Linked DNA regions of Sus scrofa: all the other regions are linked to region 1. A link is a contact called in public HiChIP or PLAC-seq data. All regions are on one chromosome and are shown on one strand. Each heading gives the region's core, a stretch centred on a gene start, on an enhancer-like site or on the middle of the called end of the contact. The rest is flanking DNA. Distances are from core to core; before and after follow the strand shown. Region 1 overlaps BCL2 (apoptosis regulator Bcl-2). Region 2 holds the start of BCL2 (apoptosis regulator Bcl-2). Region 3 overlaps BCL2 (apoptosis regulator Bcl-2).

Region 1 (4,425 bases), core at 102-2,601:
TGTCTATGGAAAAACACATGTGTAAAACATGCAATCATGCTTAGTAATAATAGAGACCAAATTTAAATGGAAGCTGTGAAGCTCAGAGAACAGAAAAGAGGAATGGGACTGAGGAAGTGCACGCTCTTTCTCTCTTTCTCTCTCATTTTAAAGTGAGGTAAGAAGATCTGAAGCCAATAGTGCATAAAGATATGACAGCGATGGTAGATACAAAGGCATTTGCTATCTTATTCTCTACATTTCCTGTTTGCTTGAAATATTTCACAATATCAGAACCCTGAGTTTTGCATATTTTAAAGATATCTATAGATATTATCATTTATTCCTAGGGGCCCTTCAGGCAGTTAGCACAAGTATTATTATCACTAGACAGACAGGGAAGGTGAGTGAGGAGTGGACACCGGGCTTAGTCTTTGAGGGCTCGAGACCCTCACCATCAAATTGCACTGCTCACTCCACTCATTCAGTAATTTATATGCACAGGGAACTGCAACTCGGTGCAGATGGGGGTGGGCGGATGAAAGGGAAGACGACCACTTCCCTTCTGGAACAAAGTGCAGCCTGAGGTAGGGCAATGACATAACTTGATTTATTTAAAAAAAAAAAAAAAAAAAAAAAAAAGGGAAGGAGCCAGGCCGCCCGGGGGTATCTGACAGCTTTTCAATGAATCTGTAACTCCCTCACAGAGGCGCTGACCATTCCCTGCGCATCTGCCGGGGAGGCGGAAGGGGCCAGAGGAAGTGAGAAAGTGACCTCAGTCCCAGCATCACTTCGCCTCCAGACCACCATCCTCTGAAGGGCAGGACACTGGGGGCAGGGAGGGGGCATGAGACCTGATGTCTAGTCCAGGATTGGTCCCTTAAGCTCTCTGGCTTTCAGCTCTAATTTTTTTTGGCCCTGCCCACATAATGCGCGAGTTCCTGGTCCAGGGATAGAACTGGAGACACAGCAGCTACCCGTAGAGTCTGAGCTCTTATTTAGAAAACTGAGGAGCAGAACTACCTACCATCTCGAGGTCAGTGAAATTCAAGAGTCTATCTCCCTTCTGGTTTTCAAGAGTTGTTCCTTAAAAACTTGGATCGCTTAAAATCCAAAAGCGGAGGTTCATACTTAATAGTTGCACATGGTTGTGAAGCTCATTCCTGGATATGTGGACATGTCACAGCGATGTCCTTTCCTCCTGATGACGTACACAAAATGCCAGGTAACAGTGCCAGACTCTTAAAGTCTCCATCCTGTGCCCAGCACCAATTCCACCAGTCGCCCTGGGGGCTGCTGGGTATGGAGGGCAAAGTGACAGTAGCTTCAACCAATCAGCAACTCACAGGCTCCCTCCCAGCTTCGGAGTAACACGTGCCTGGGGAGGTGGGGCGGTCCCCATCAATAACTTAGCCCCTGAAGCAGCTCCACGTGCACAGTTTAGGCTGGAAATAAGAATGCCCTGGCTGTAGGAACCGCCAAGAGTAGGGTGGGTAGCGGCCGGACGTTCCAGAATCTCCTCTAGAGAGCTTTAAAAACCCGAGACAATCTGACATATCTGAGATTTTCTTTTTTCTTTCTTTTCCTTTTTTTTTTTTTTGCAACCCTGGCAGATGGTCCTGGGGCCTCTCTTCCCAGGCATACCCAGTCCTGCCCTTTACTTTCTCTTTCCTCTAATATGAGAGATGCCTCTTATTTTCCTGTCCCTCCCCTCCCCCCGGGGCAGGGGAGCACTCTTTCTGCAATCCCTTAGGCTTGTTTTCATTTGATTCCTTGCCTCCTCACACCTTTCCTTGTTATTTTATGGAAAGCTGGTCAAAGGTCAGAGTTGCCCAATTACCCACATAGTTGGGTGGTGGCATCAGATACCCAGGCAAACAGAGGGAGGATTCCAGTTCCAGCCCTGACTCCAAAGCTGGATGGAAACAGAGAAAATATGCTGTTGCTAACAATCCATTGTAAATGAAAATACGATCCCAGTAATTGATTTTAAATAGATTTTTTAAAGAATCCTTGGCCGCATTTCATCAAGAATACAGAGTTTCAAAAGCGTTCATTCCAGGGTTGGATTCCCCCCCCCCCCTTTCTTCTGGCTTAAACCCCAAATGGCCAAGATTCAAGTCTGAATAAACAGTGTGGGTGGTGACTGTTCTGTGAGGCCCAGTAGAGGATGCAACCACTTTCTTATTCGGTTCAGCATTAAATCATGTGAAACGAGCCTGATGACTCCACAGAACTTTTCCTCAGTAATGGAGGGCAGCATAACATGTCCTGTTTCTCTGCTTCTCAGGGAGGGGAAAAAAATTAATTCTCCTCACTGCGAAGGTTTAATTATGTATAAAGTTCATTGACCTCACAGGCGGCTGTCAGATGATCTTGCAAAGGCCTGTGAAAGGCATCCTAGGAATGCAGTGATGTGGGCAGAAACCCAGTGGATTCATGCCACCGAGGGCTTGAAAGGGGAAGGAATCAGAGGCCGTCCAGAAAGACTCCAGTGAAAACAGAACTTGAGGCTAATCAGTCATTTCATCTCACTTCAGCATTTCTAGGCCCTCCAGAGGGTAAAAAGGTATAAATCAGAAACTCAGGACAAACCCCGAAGGGACGGGGCCCATGACATCGGGGCTCTGCCACAGATGGCTGCAAATGTGTGGACTTGCAGTGTTCTTTCCCCATTTTGGAGGTAATGCCTTCTGACTTCCCTGCTACTGACAGGAAAAGAAAATGAGGAAACGATCCCATTCATAAATATACGGTGGGGCCTGAAGGAGACAGCAGAGTCGGTGTTTACTTGGCCAGTTGTGACGGAAAACGGCACCCAGCAGTGTAGGCAGCGACTTTATCTGTTTGTCAGCAAATGCCCTAAAGCTTGCTCTTCACACGCAAGGGATGGATTTTTCCTCTTTGGGCTTGGGGTGGGGGTGGGGCGCAAGATGAGCTTCCAGAACACATGTCCCTCTTCTAGTCTTTACCTGAGGCCTACCCCTGTGAAGTGGCACCCAGCTCCCGTGAAGGCAGAGCACTGAGGAAACTTTAGGAGACACTGAGGGCTAGTTGGGGCATCTTGGCAACCTGGGGCTGGAGCCCCAGGGGGATGCTGCTAGGGTCTGGGTGTTGGGGGGCAACTTCAGGGGCCCTCCTACTCAGGGAGGAAATGGGAAATATTTCAGTTTGATGCTTCCTAGGATAAAGTGTACTAGTTGGAATTCAGTATCATTTGCTTTCAGTAGCTTTCTCAACAAACACACTCACTTTATCAGTTGAAAGAGTATGCTTTTAGTGGGGGAAACCTCGCAGGGCTGTGTTCTAACATAAATTAGCTGCACTTGAACAGATACTGACTCACAGACTTTGAAAAACTTATGGTTTCCAAATGAGACAGGTTGGGGGGTGGGGGGATGCGCTGGGGTTTGGGATGGAAATGCTATAAAATTTGGTTGTGATGATCATTGTACAACTATAAATGTAATAAAATTCATTGAGTAATAATAAAAAAAATCAGCTGCACTTGCTCCAGTCACTTTGTTGCTATGAATACAGAGCACAGGTGACCAGAATTCAGCCAACATTTTTGATCCTCTGATGGCAGCAGAATGGACAGATTCTCACTTGCTTCATTTTTAGATAAACCTTCAATTCTAGGGTCTTTCAACAAAATTGGCCACCTAGATTTTGAAGACACGGTGTGTCAGTTGGCATTCAGCTCATGTTAAATCACTAGGTATTTGGAAAATAGAAACTGTGGAGTGGGCACTGTTGCTGATACAAAAATCAAAAAGGGCATGAACTCAGCCCTTGAGCAGGTCGCAAATGAAGAGACAGACATTAATCCTAACTGGAAGATTCCAGAAGGCTTCCTGCATGGAATCTTCCAGGTGAGGTGGCATTTGACGAGAACCTTCACCAAGAGTTCTCTTCATACTGGCACACTGTGGCATTCTGAGACTCACTGAGTCATGCTTATTCATGGCTTGAGGTCTGTACTTTTACCTTATTTTTAATTCAACTGATATTTGAGGGGTTTCCTGCTAAGATCCTTTCTGTAGACCCAGACCATTTACTATTACTCTCCTCAGGGAGCAGTCAGTAAAAAAGCAAAGGAATTCCTTCTGTCTTCCCACCTGAAAAAGGAAGCCTTCCTTCAAACCTTTACAAATTTTCTAGAAATATGACTATCCCCCAAGTTAAAGGGGAAATATGCTTCCAGATAAAGAAATCTGGATGCTCAGTAATATCCTAAATCATTTCCACCTTTTGGGCACTGCAATTTATAAAGTTCCATGAAGGAAATGACTCTTATTTTCATGAAGTTCCCACTGGGAAATCACTGGGAGCCATACTCATGAAAGCAATATCCTTTTGCTTATCCCAATTCCTTCCCTTTGTCCAGGGCCTCTGCCATCTCTGAACTACACAAAAATTTAGTTCTCTCTAGGTCTATGGTAT
Region 2 (4,534 bases), core at 1,451-3,950, 78 kb after region 1:
CTCAAAATCATACACAAGTTATAGAAATAGAACACAAAGCGTGCAGCGAATGCAAATTCTGCCACTGATGAAATAAACACCCATAGATGAGTGTTCTTCAAGACAATGGGTCATGCCCACTGGGAATGTGGCTCACATTGCAGCTTGGAATGGCCGGACTTTTGGAAAGTCAACTTACAATTTACCTTTTCACAAACATCCAAGATTTTCAGGGAAATAGGCTCCATTGGTTTTCCTCTTTGGGTAGATGTTACCAAGTGAGGAGAAGGCATGACCTTGGTCTTCTGGGGGAGTCTGTTCTTCTAATTGGGTGGTTCTCACATCTTAGTACAAAGAAGAAACCCCCAGAGGGGCTTATTTCTGATGCAGATTCCCAGGGCCCAGCCTGAGGTCAGTTTATGAGTTGGCCCTGTCTCTGATTTCAAGGAGCTACTCAGGCCAGGTACAGTAATGCTGGGGATCCTTGGACTCCCAGTTTGAAAAACACTGAAGGGATACCATTATCCCAAGAGCCTACTGAATAGCAAAGCCTGGATCTTTGAAACTCAACGGTTGGCAAGCAAGGCAAACAGTTTTGGCGGGAAGGAATGATCACAGTACGGTTGGCAGGGAGAGAGCTCTGAACAGGGGAAATGGGGAGGGAAGCCACAAACCTGATTTTATAGCACTGGCTCATCCGCCCGCCCTTGGTCGAGCAGCCCACCCACACTCCAACCACTGCATCTCAGACCCTTAACGCGCAGCCCAGACTCACATTCAACCACACATGCACCTACCCAGCCTCCGTTATCCTGGATCCAGGTGTGCAGGTGCCGGTTCAGGTACTCAGTCATCCACAGGGCGATGTTGTCCACCAGGGGCGACATCTCCCGGTTGACGCTCTCCACACACATGACCCCACCGAACTCAAAGAAGGCCACAATCCTCCCCCAGTTCACCCCATCCCTGAAGAGCTCCTCCACCACCGTGGCAAAGCGTCCCCTCGCGGTGAAGGGAGTCAGGTGCAGCTGGCTGGACATCTCGGCAAAGTCGCGGCGGTAGCGACGAGAGAAGTCATCGCCGGCCTGGCGCAGGGTCAGGTGGACCACAGGTGGCACCGGGCTGAGTACAGGCCCCGCGGCGGCGGCGGCGGCGGCGGTGGCGGCGGGGGCGGTCGGGGTCGGCGGCGGCGAGGTCCTGGCGGGAGCGGGGGTTCGCCCGGGCTGGGAGGAGAAGATGCCCGGTGCGGGAGCGGCCCCCGGGGACGCGGCGCCCGCGTCTCCGGCATCCCACTCGTAGCCCCTCTGCGACAGCTTATAGTGGATGTACTTCATCACTATTTCCCGGTTATCATACCCTGTTCTCCCAGCGTGCGCCATCCTTTCCCAGAGGAAAAGCAGCCGGGTACCAACAGCACCTCTCGCCCCCGCTTCCCACCCCACGGCCCCGAAAGAGAGAATAGTTATAATCCAGCTATTTTATTGGATGTGCTTTGCATTCTTGGTTGAGGGGGTGTCTTCAGTCACGCGGAACACTTGATTCTGGTGTTTCCCTCTTGGCATGAGATGCAGGAAATTTTTATTTAAATTCCTTTCGGATCTTTAGTTCATGAGGCACATTATTAATTATTGTTAATATCAGTCTACTTCCCCCGTGATGCTGAAAGGTTAAAAAAACTAATCAGTCAAAATCAGGTGCATTTCCCTTTATACACTGGGTGAAAGCAGGGCTTAACACACTACAAGTTACACAGCTGAAAAGAATGTATTAAACTGCCTGGAAATTAAACTTACTCGAATGCACTTAAAAGTTAAAATCTCAAATGTTTCCATTGAAAGTTACATTAAGCCAATTTTCTGTGCAAAGAACTTACTTGTATTTTTTAAGGACAGCATGATCCTCTGTCAAGTTTCCTTTTTGTGAAAACAAAACAAATGCATAAGGCAAAGATTCCATCAATCTTCAGAACTCTCCAGTTATAGCTGCTTTGAAACTTCCAAATGAATCAGGAGCTGGGGGAGGAGGTGTAAAAATTAGGAGAATTTCCAGTTTGATTCCCAGACTTCTCCTTTACAGAAATGTCAATCCGTAGGAATCCCAACCAGAGATCTCAAGAGCACGAGAAAAGAAAGGCAGCGGCGGCGGCAGATGAATTACAATTTTCAGTCCGGGATTTGCAGAAGTCCTGTGATTTTTCCCCTCTCGGCAATTTACACACGCACACACACGCGCGGGCACGGACATGGATTTCTATCCGCGGGGCCGCTTCACGCCTCCACGGGAGAGAGACAGGGACCGGGGGCCGGTGGACGAGCCGGGGACGGGGACAGGAATCCTCTTCTGATTAAACTCCGAACGGCAAATGCATTTTCCGAAAAGCTGCTTGATAAATGAAGGCTGGACGCACCCGGCCCGCCGGTGCCGAGCGCGAGAAGCCCGCGCTGTGTGTGGTGCGGCGAGGGGTGGGGAGAAGGAGGTGGTGGGGGAGGGTTTTATTTTTTCCCTCTTTTCCTAAAAAGGATGACTGCTACGAAGTTCTCCCCCCTGGACCCCCTCTTCCGCTGCACCCCACCGGCGCACCCCGCCTCCGGGCTGCGCACCCTTTCTCCTCCTCCTGCTCCTGCGCGGCAGAGCTGGCTGCGCCCGCCTCCCCCGCGCTCCCGCTCAGGGCGATGACGGCCGCGCCGGCGGGGAGGGCTCGGCTCCCGGCACCTTCGCTGGCAGCGGCGGCGGCGGCGGCGGCGGCGGCAGCGGCGGCGGCTCGGCGGGGAAACCGAGCTTGGCGGGCGGGAGCCCGGCGGGCGGGGGCCAGCGCAGGGAGGAAGGGGGCGGGCGCGGGGCCGGGGGGGCTGGCCTCTTACTTCATTCTCCTCTAACCGACTGGTTTCCTGTATGTACGTCACACTGTTCATTCAAAAAAAGAAGAAAGAAAGAGCCCTCCTCGGAGCCGCCCCACCGCCCCCTCCGCCCCCTCCGCCCCGCTCCCCTTCCCTGGGTTAAAGGAGCCGCGGCCGGCTCTGGAGCGGCGCGCCCCGCGGGGACACATGGCGCGCAGGGCCGCGGCCGGGGAGGGCGAGCCCGGGACAGCCCCCGCCCGCCCGCTCGCTCAGCCTGCCCGCTGGGCCCAGCCGGTGGGTGGCGCGGGCGGCGCAGGCCTCCCGCGCGGCCGCGGCGCGGTGGGTGTGCGCGGGGCCTCTTCGGGCCTTCGGAGGGCCCGGCGAGCGGCCAGGGCCGCCGGGGGAACCGCACGCGGCCGGATGGGTGGCTGCTAGGGGACGGGGGTGGGCGCCAAGAAAACAAGCGCCAGTAATCACTTCGGCCCTAACCGCGCGCGCGCTCCCGTGTGTGTGTGTGTGTGTGTGTGTGTGTGTGTGTGTACACACAAGCCCTTGTGTGTGTGTACACACAGCAGCCCCTGTGTGTGTACACACCAGCGCTTGGCAGATGCTGACCGAAGCAAAGAGACCTCAGCGCTGCCCTCCGAACGGAGGCGACGCTGCTGCACATTCATCAGCGAGGGAAGCCCCAAGCGTGTGTTTACTTTCAAGTTGCTTCCTAGGTGTCCACGCAGAGAATACACTTCGGTGACACCATCCATGACCAAAGCCAGACATAGCTCTCAGTGGCCCGGCAGAGGGATTAGTGGGGTATATACCAAGGGCTTTCAAGTGGTTAAGTCAATGTTTTTCCTCTACTAACAGTCTGGGCACTGGGTTAGGGGCTGCCCGCCACGCTACCGTGGGAGGCTACAGGGCTACCTTAAGGCCCCAAGCCCCCAAACCAGGGTAAGTGGGTCCACGGCCACCTAGCAGCCAATCTAGATAGCTGCACCTTCTCGAGTTATTTATACACAAACACAGACTCGCACACGCACTATATACACATTTTTTTTTATTCACAAGCATGAACAGCCCCCAGGAGAAAGGCACAAAGAGCAAACAAGTGGCATGTGTTTATTTTTATCTCTAAGAGTCTTTGACAAATAAAGCACCAAGAAAAATTTACAAATAGCAGGGTAGCTTACCTAATAGAACTCAAGAACAAACATATAGGGATACTGGATTGTTGTGATCATAGAAACATGACACGTGAGTACTGCCACAAGTACAAATATGTTCTCACACTACCTTTATTTTGTCTCATTCCTAATCTAAAATCAAAGCATTCATTCTTTGGCAAAATAAGCACAGCAAATTATTTTCCTTTCTTCACCCATCAAAGCCAATCAGCTAACAATGCCAAGCCTCTTGCATATAGGAATGGATGTCTGGTACAAATGTCTTATCCTGGCAAGAGAGAATGAATGAAGATGGTACTTCCTGCCTCCCAACTGTGACAGTGTCGCCTTTTATCCATGGCAGCGGCGTGGAGGTATGCTGTCCTGGAGAGAGACACTGGGTATCGATTGATCTGGGCTCTCTGTTCACATAAAGAGCAGAAACCTGTGCTAATGCCACACATCACGGTTTAGGAATCATGAGAGAACCTTGTTTGAGAACCTTGTCAAACCCTCAAGATTACTTAAGGGGAACTGAAAGCCTTAGTGCTTCTGAGA
Region 3 (4,226 bases), core at 602-3,101, 96 kb before region 1:
TTATTCTCATAGCCATCTTATGGAGTCATTTTCTTTGTTCTGAGGAAAAAAAAAAAAAAAAGCTGAGATCATTGAATGCCCATTTCTCAGAGTTGCTGGGGTAGGTTCCATGTCTGGACCCATGTCATTGGACAATGCTCTAAATATTTCTGAATCTATAAAACAGTAAAGGCAATATTTTTAACTTGGTGTGAATAATCAGGCATGAAGAAGAAAATGAGATGTAGTCCCAGTTACCCCCAAAACCTGGAATTAGAGTACAGATTTCAGTATGGGAGACAGTAAATACAGAGCCTTCCCGCATCACTGTGTGGAGGATGGCCTGATGGTGTTCACCGTGTTTTGTCTGTTTGGGGCAAGTACTGCAGTAGAGGGACAAGGTGTCATCTTTGCTTCCTAGTGGTATGCATGGTCTTGGTATGTAGGTGCTTAATAAATGTTTACTCAATTAACAAGTAAAGTTTTCTGAAGCCAATCATTGGTTTGAATTTTGTGTTGGGCCTAATACTTCACCCAGATGCTTACTCTGCCTGCTTGAAATCATCCCTTCTACATACCACAACTTCTGAGAATCTTGCAGTAGTCTCAAAGGTAAGAGTTTAAGGTATCATTAAGGGAACTTTCCACATTGTTAAATATATATGTACACAATTATTTTTCCTGACTGCATAATATTCCATCGATATATCATATATCTGGGTTGTTCTTTATTCAACCAATTCTTTATTTGGATTGTTTAAAATTTTTGCCATCCATCATAAACAACATTATGATACATGTTTGTATGTAAATTATTGTCTACTTGTTTGGATTTTTTTTTTTGAGACAAATTTCCAGAGGTGAACTCAGAAGACCAGTCATCAAAATTGCTTCCCATAGTCACAAACGGTTTGTGCTGAGCCATCCTTGCTTTCTCCCTGTGACCATGGCACCTTTTTGAAAAGACAGGCAAGGGTTTGGGTCAACAGTTCTCACTGGAGATGGTCTTGCACCCCACCCCCGCAGGGGACCTTTGACAATCCCTGCAAACATTGTTGGTAGTCACAGACTGGAGTAAGGATGTTACTGGCATCTAATGGGTCGAGGCCAGGGATGCTGTCCAGTGACCGACAATGCACAGGACTGCCCTCACCACAAAGAATTATCTAGCCCAACATGTCAATAGTGCTGAGGCTGAGAAACCCTGTGAACAAAGGTTTAGAAGAAACTCTGTGATCACAGCCCATAGAAGACCCAATGGTCAATCTAGTGTGCCAACAGTTTTCCTTAAATCAGCACAAGATAAGTTAGCCTGGACAAGTAACTGCTCCCTCCCCAACAAGTGCAGGAGCTCTACCTTCAGATGTACTGGGTTAACTTTACCAGGAGAGGGCGCAAGGGCTTTCTTTCTTAACCTGCTTAAATTTTCCAAGTTTGAGCCTTAGTGCAAAGCAAGGCAATAGACATAAATGAAGTATGGGCTTAATGCCCTTAAAGCAGAACTAATAATCATGATTGTTTGTCAAGACACCTACCTTCTCTCTGTAAAAGTGGAATAAATGGGGCAGAAAGGATCAGGATCTACTTAGAGAAACTGCCTCTTACAAAGTGCATCCCAGGATCACACGGACATACAGCAATCATCTAACATCCCTTCCCCTCCATGCTGTTCTCTCTGAGGGATGGGCGGGCTGGAACCCCTAATAGCCCAGCCAAAGGAGGCCCAAATTCCTAGGAGTGCTGGCCCTGGGCCTTATGCAGTTTGGCTTGACATTGAGAGGGTCAGTGGTTGGATCCTGTATCCCCTTGGTTATTAATGGAGTTTTCTGAGGCAGAATAGGAAACAGACTAAGGCCTTGGCCTTCTGCCCTTTCTGGCCTAAGAGCCACCCTGGAAAAGTGCAGGAAGAAAGGGCAATCTCAGGCTGCTCTGCCTGATGCACGTACCAGTGGGAAGAAACACCCCTCCAAATACCTCCCCCTCTCTGGGCTGGACTAATTCCCTCTCCCAAGCTCTGGCCCCTCATGTAAATAACTGTGTTTCTAATGGACCTAATGGCCCACTTCTGATGTGCACTGGAAGGAAAAACTCACCTCTAAAGTGGGATGAGCTAAAGTGGCATCTCTTAATCCAAAGAATGAGCACAGAGACGCTGACACAGCCCCCAAGAGTCTGGGGACTAGTTCTGAACTTGGGGGGAGGTGGTCTGTGTGAAATCCCAGCTTTGACATTTTATTGCTTATGACCTTGAACAAATTACCCCTCCTTGAGCCTCATTTATTTCACCCAGAAAATTGGTTGTTGTGAAGATAAACGTAGGTGACTCAAAGCCATTTGTAAATGTGGCCCGGAGTGTGAACTATTGGAGGCATTAACTCACTCTCTGTTCTGTCCTCTTGCAAACCTGCTACATCCCTCCTTAAACCACCCTTCCCTCCAGATGGTCTACAGAACCTGCTAGTTCCAGAAGCACTTTAGTAGCTCCCTCTAAGGTGTCTCTTCCTTCCTTCCTTCCGTGTTCTCTTCCTCCCCCCCACCCCCACCCCCCGCCTTCCTTCCCTTGGTGATTTCTATAGAAATTGTGAATTAAAATGTATACATGATGTGCTTTGATGGAAGATTGGAAGCAATAACACACGCTCAACTCTACTTCCTCATAAATTATTAAGTCACGTTGTAGGGCCGAGGTGTGCCCTGAGATCGAATCTGTCCTTTACAGTTTGCCATCTATGATTCTAAAGTGTAAAACAGACCCTGTGGTTTCAGGCATGAAGATCCTAAAAGCTACTTTCATGGAGAGTCTTCTCGCTTTTCCAAACATCCTGATTAGGGTGATTTCCGAAGTCTGTTTGAACAGTCTGTCATTATTTGTTTAAGTTTGAAAGCTGTTTTAAATAAACACATGCTCATTTTATGTATTAAAAGCAACAAAGGGGGAAAAAGAAAACCTGGGACATCATCACGTGACTCGGACCAAATCCCAATCTATATATTTGGGAGGCACAGCAGCCCCTGCTCGTGTCAGGACTGGTGAGGGCTCTGTCCCGCCTCGGGGGTGCACACAGAGATCAGTGATCCATGGGGATCACCTCCCTCGTGACAACCTTATAAAAACAAAAAAGGCAAACCATAGTAACGCAAAACTGAGCTGGATGTTACTTCCACGGAAGTTCAGATTGCCTGCACCATATAGTAAAGATAGCACCCTCTTTTCAGGAGTTCCCGCTATTGCTTAGTGTAAATGAATCCTGACTATATCCATGAGGAAGCGGATTCGATCCCTGGCCTTGCTCAGTGGGTTAAGGATCTGGTGTCCCCACAAGCCACGGCGTAGGTCTCAGATGCAGCTCGGTTCTGGCATTGCTGTAGCTCCAATTTGACCCCTAGCCTGGAAACTTCCATATGCTACACCCGAGGCCATAAAAAAGCAAAAAAATAAAGTATTGCCTTTTTACATAGATGGGAGAAATGAAATGTAGACAGGTAAATTACTCACGGCACACACTAATAAGCCTAGAGGAGCTGGAGAGGGATGGGGCTGGGCTGTCGTCTCCAGCCTCTCGGGCTGGTGGGGTTAGAATACCAGCCAGTACTTGGTTTTATCTCCCTAGGCCCCTCCTCCTCCTTGCCTGCAACTGGCTTCCTCCCATCCCAATCTTCCTCTGTGCCCTGACCTTGATCCATTTCTCCCCCCACCCCCCGCCACCTCTGGCCTCCAGGTGTTGCTGACAAAGATTGCCCAACCATGTTGACTGGGCCGTCTCTCAATTTATGGGCTCCACACTCAGAGAGTTCTAGAAAGCACTCGGCACTCAGCACTCCCTTGCCCGGGATCTCGCCTCTGTTTCTTTCCATGACGATTCCAAACAGCAACTCTTTTCTCATGTGTTACCTGCACTGTTTAGCAGTCACCTCTTTCTTTGAGCAAATCGGGCTGTTGGGCGGGAATTACTGCAGCTTCCTACCTGGGTGCCCCCATCAACTCACATCTCTGTCTGTCCTCCCCGCTCCTTTCCACCGCACACTTGTTCCACTCATCCTCCATCAATTATCCCTGCTCACAACTATATTGTCAACCTCATCCTCCTTCTGTCTTTTTCCTTGGCCTATGAATGTTCAGATTTGCTCAGAATGTCCACACCGATGCCGGGTTCCATCCTGAAAGTTATCTCCTCTGCCTTGCCCTCCAAGATAAACTGATCACCCACCTACATCGGTGGCCTTTCCACCCACACTTTAATCCACTC

What was found. HiChIP or PLAC-seq counts read pairs in DNA pulled down with a chosen protein or histone mark.
Region 2: a contact with region 1 is called in an H3K27ac HiChIP or PLAC-seq map of skeletal muscle. The contact joins the promoter of BCL2 here to the enhancer-like site in region 1. A contact is called at or near these places in 1 of 5 promoter capture datasets (liver), 14 of 47 Hi-C or Micro-C datasets (alveolar macrophages, embryonic fibroblasts, fetal liver and 8 more) and 2 of 2 datasets of contacts at active chromatin or transcription factors (alveolar macrophages and skeletal muscle).
Region 3: a contact with region 1 is called in an H3K27ac HiChIP or PLAC-seq map of skeletal muscle, with 2.5 times the contacts expected there. The contact joins two enhancer-like sites. A contact is called at or near these places in 5 of 47 Hi-C or Micro-C datasets (heart right ventricle, liver and skeletal muscle) and 1 of 2 datasets of contacts at active chromatin or transcription factors (skeletal muscle).

The regions. Positions count from the first base shown.
Region 1 is chr1:158,412,772-158,417,196 of Sscrofa11.1, reverse strand. All of the region lies in intron 1 of BCL2 (apoptosis regulator Bcl-2), which reads right to left. Among named protein-coding and RNA genes, the nearest start is that of BCL2, 78 kb to the right of the region's middle. Within about 2 kb of position 1,351, at least 54 of the 83 cell types and tissues checked have an H3K27ac peak or open chromatin away from gene starts, as enhancers often do. A contact at or near this core is called in alveolar macrophages, embryonic fibroblasts, fetal liver and 6 more, where this site is marked.
Region 2 is chr1:158,335,569-158,340,102 of Sscrofa11.1, reverse strand. It overlaps BCL2 (apoptosis regulator Bcl-2), which reads right to left and starts at 2,700. Exons shown (of 2, transcript XM_021099593.1): 1 at 777-2,700. The coding sequence starts at 1,358.
Region 3 is chr1:158,509,391-158,513,616 of Sscrofa11.1, reverse strand. The region is part of intron 1 of BCL2 (apoptosis regulator Bcl-2); the gene reads right to left. Among named protein-coding and RNA genes, the nearest start is that of BCL2, 170 kb to the right of the region's middle. Within about 2 kb of position 1,851, at least 12 of the 83 cell types and tissues checked have an H3K27ac peak or open chromatin away from gene starts, as enhancers often do. A contact at or near this core is called in skeletal muscle, where this site is marked.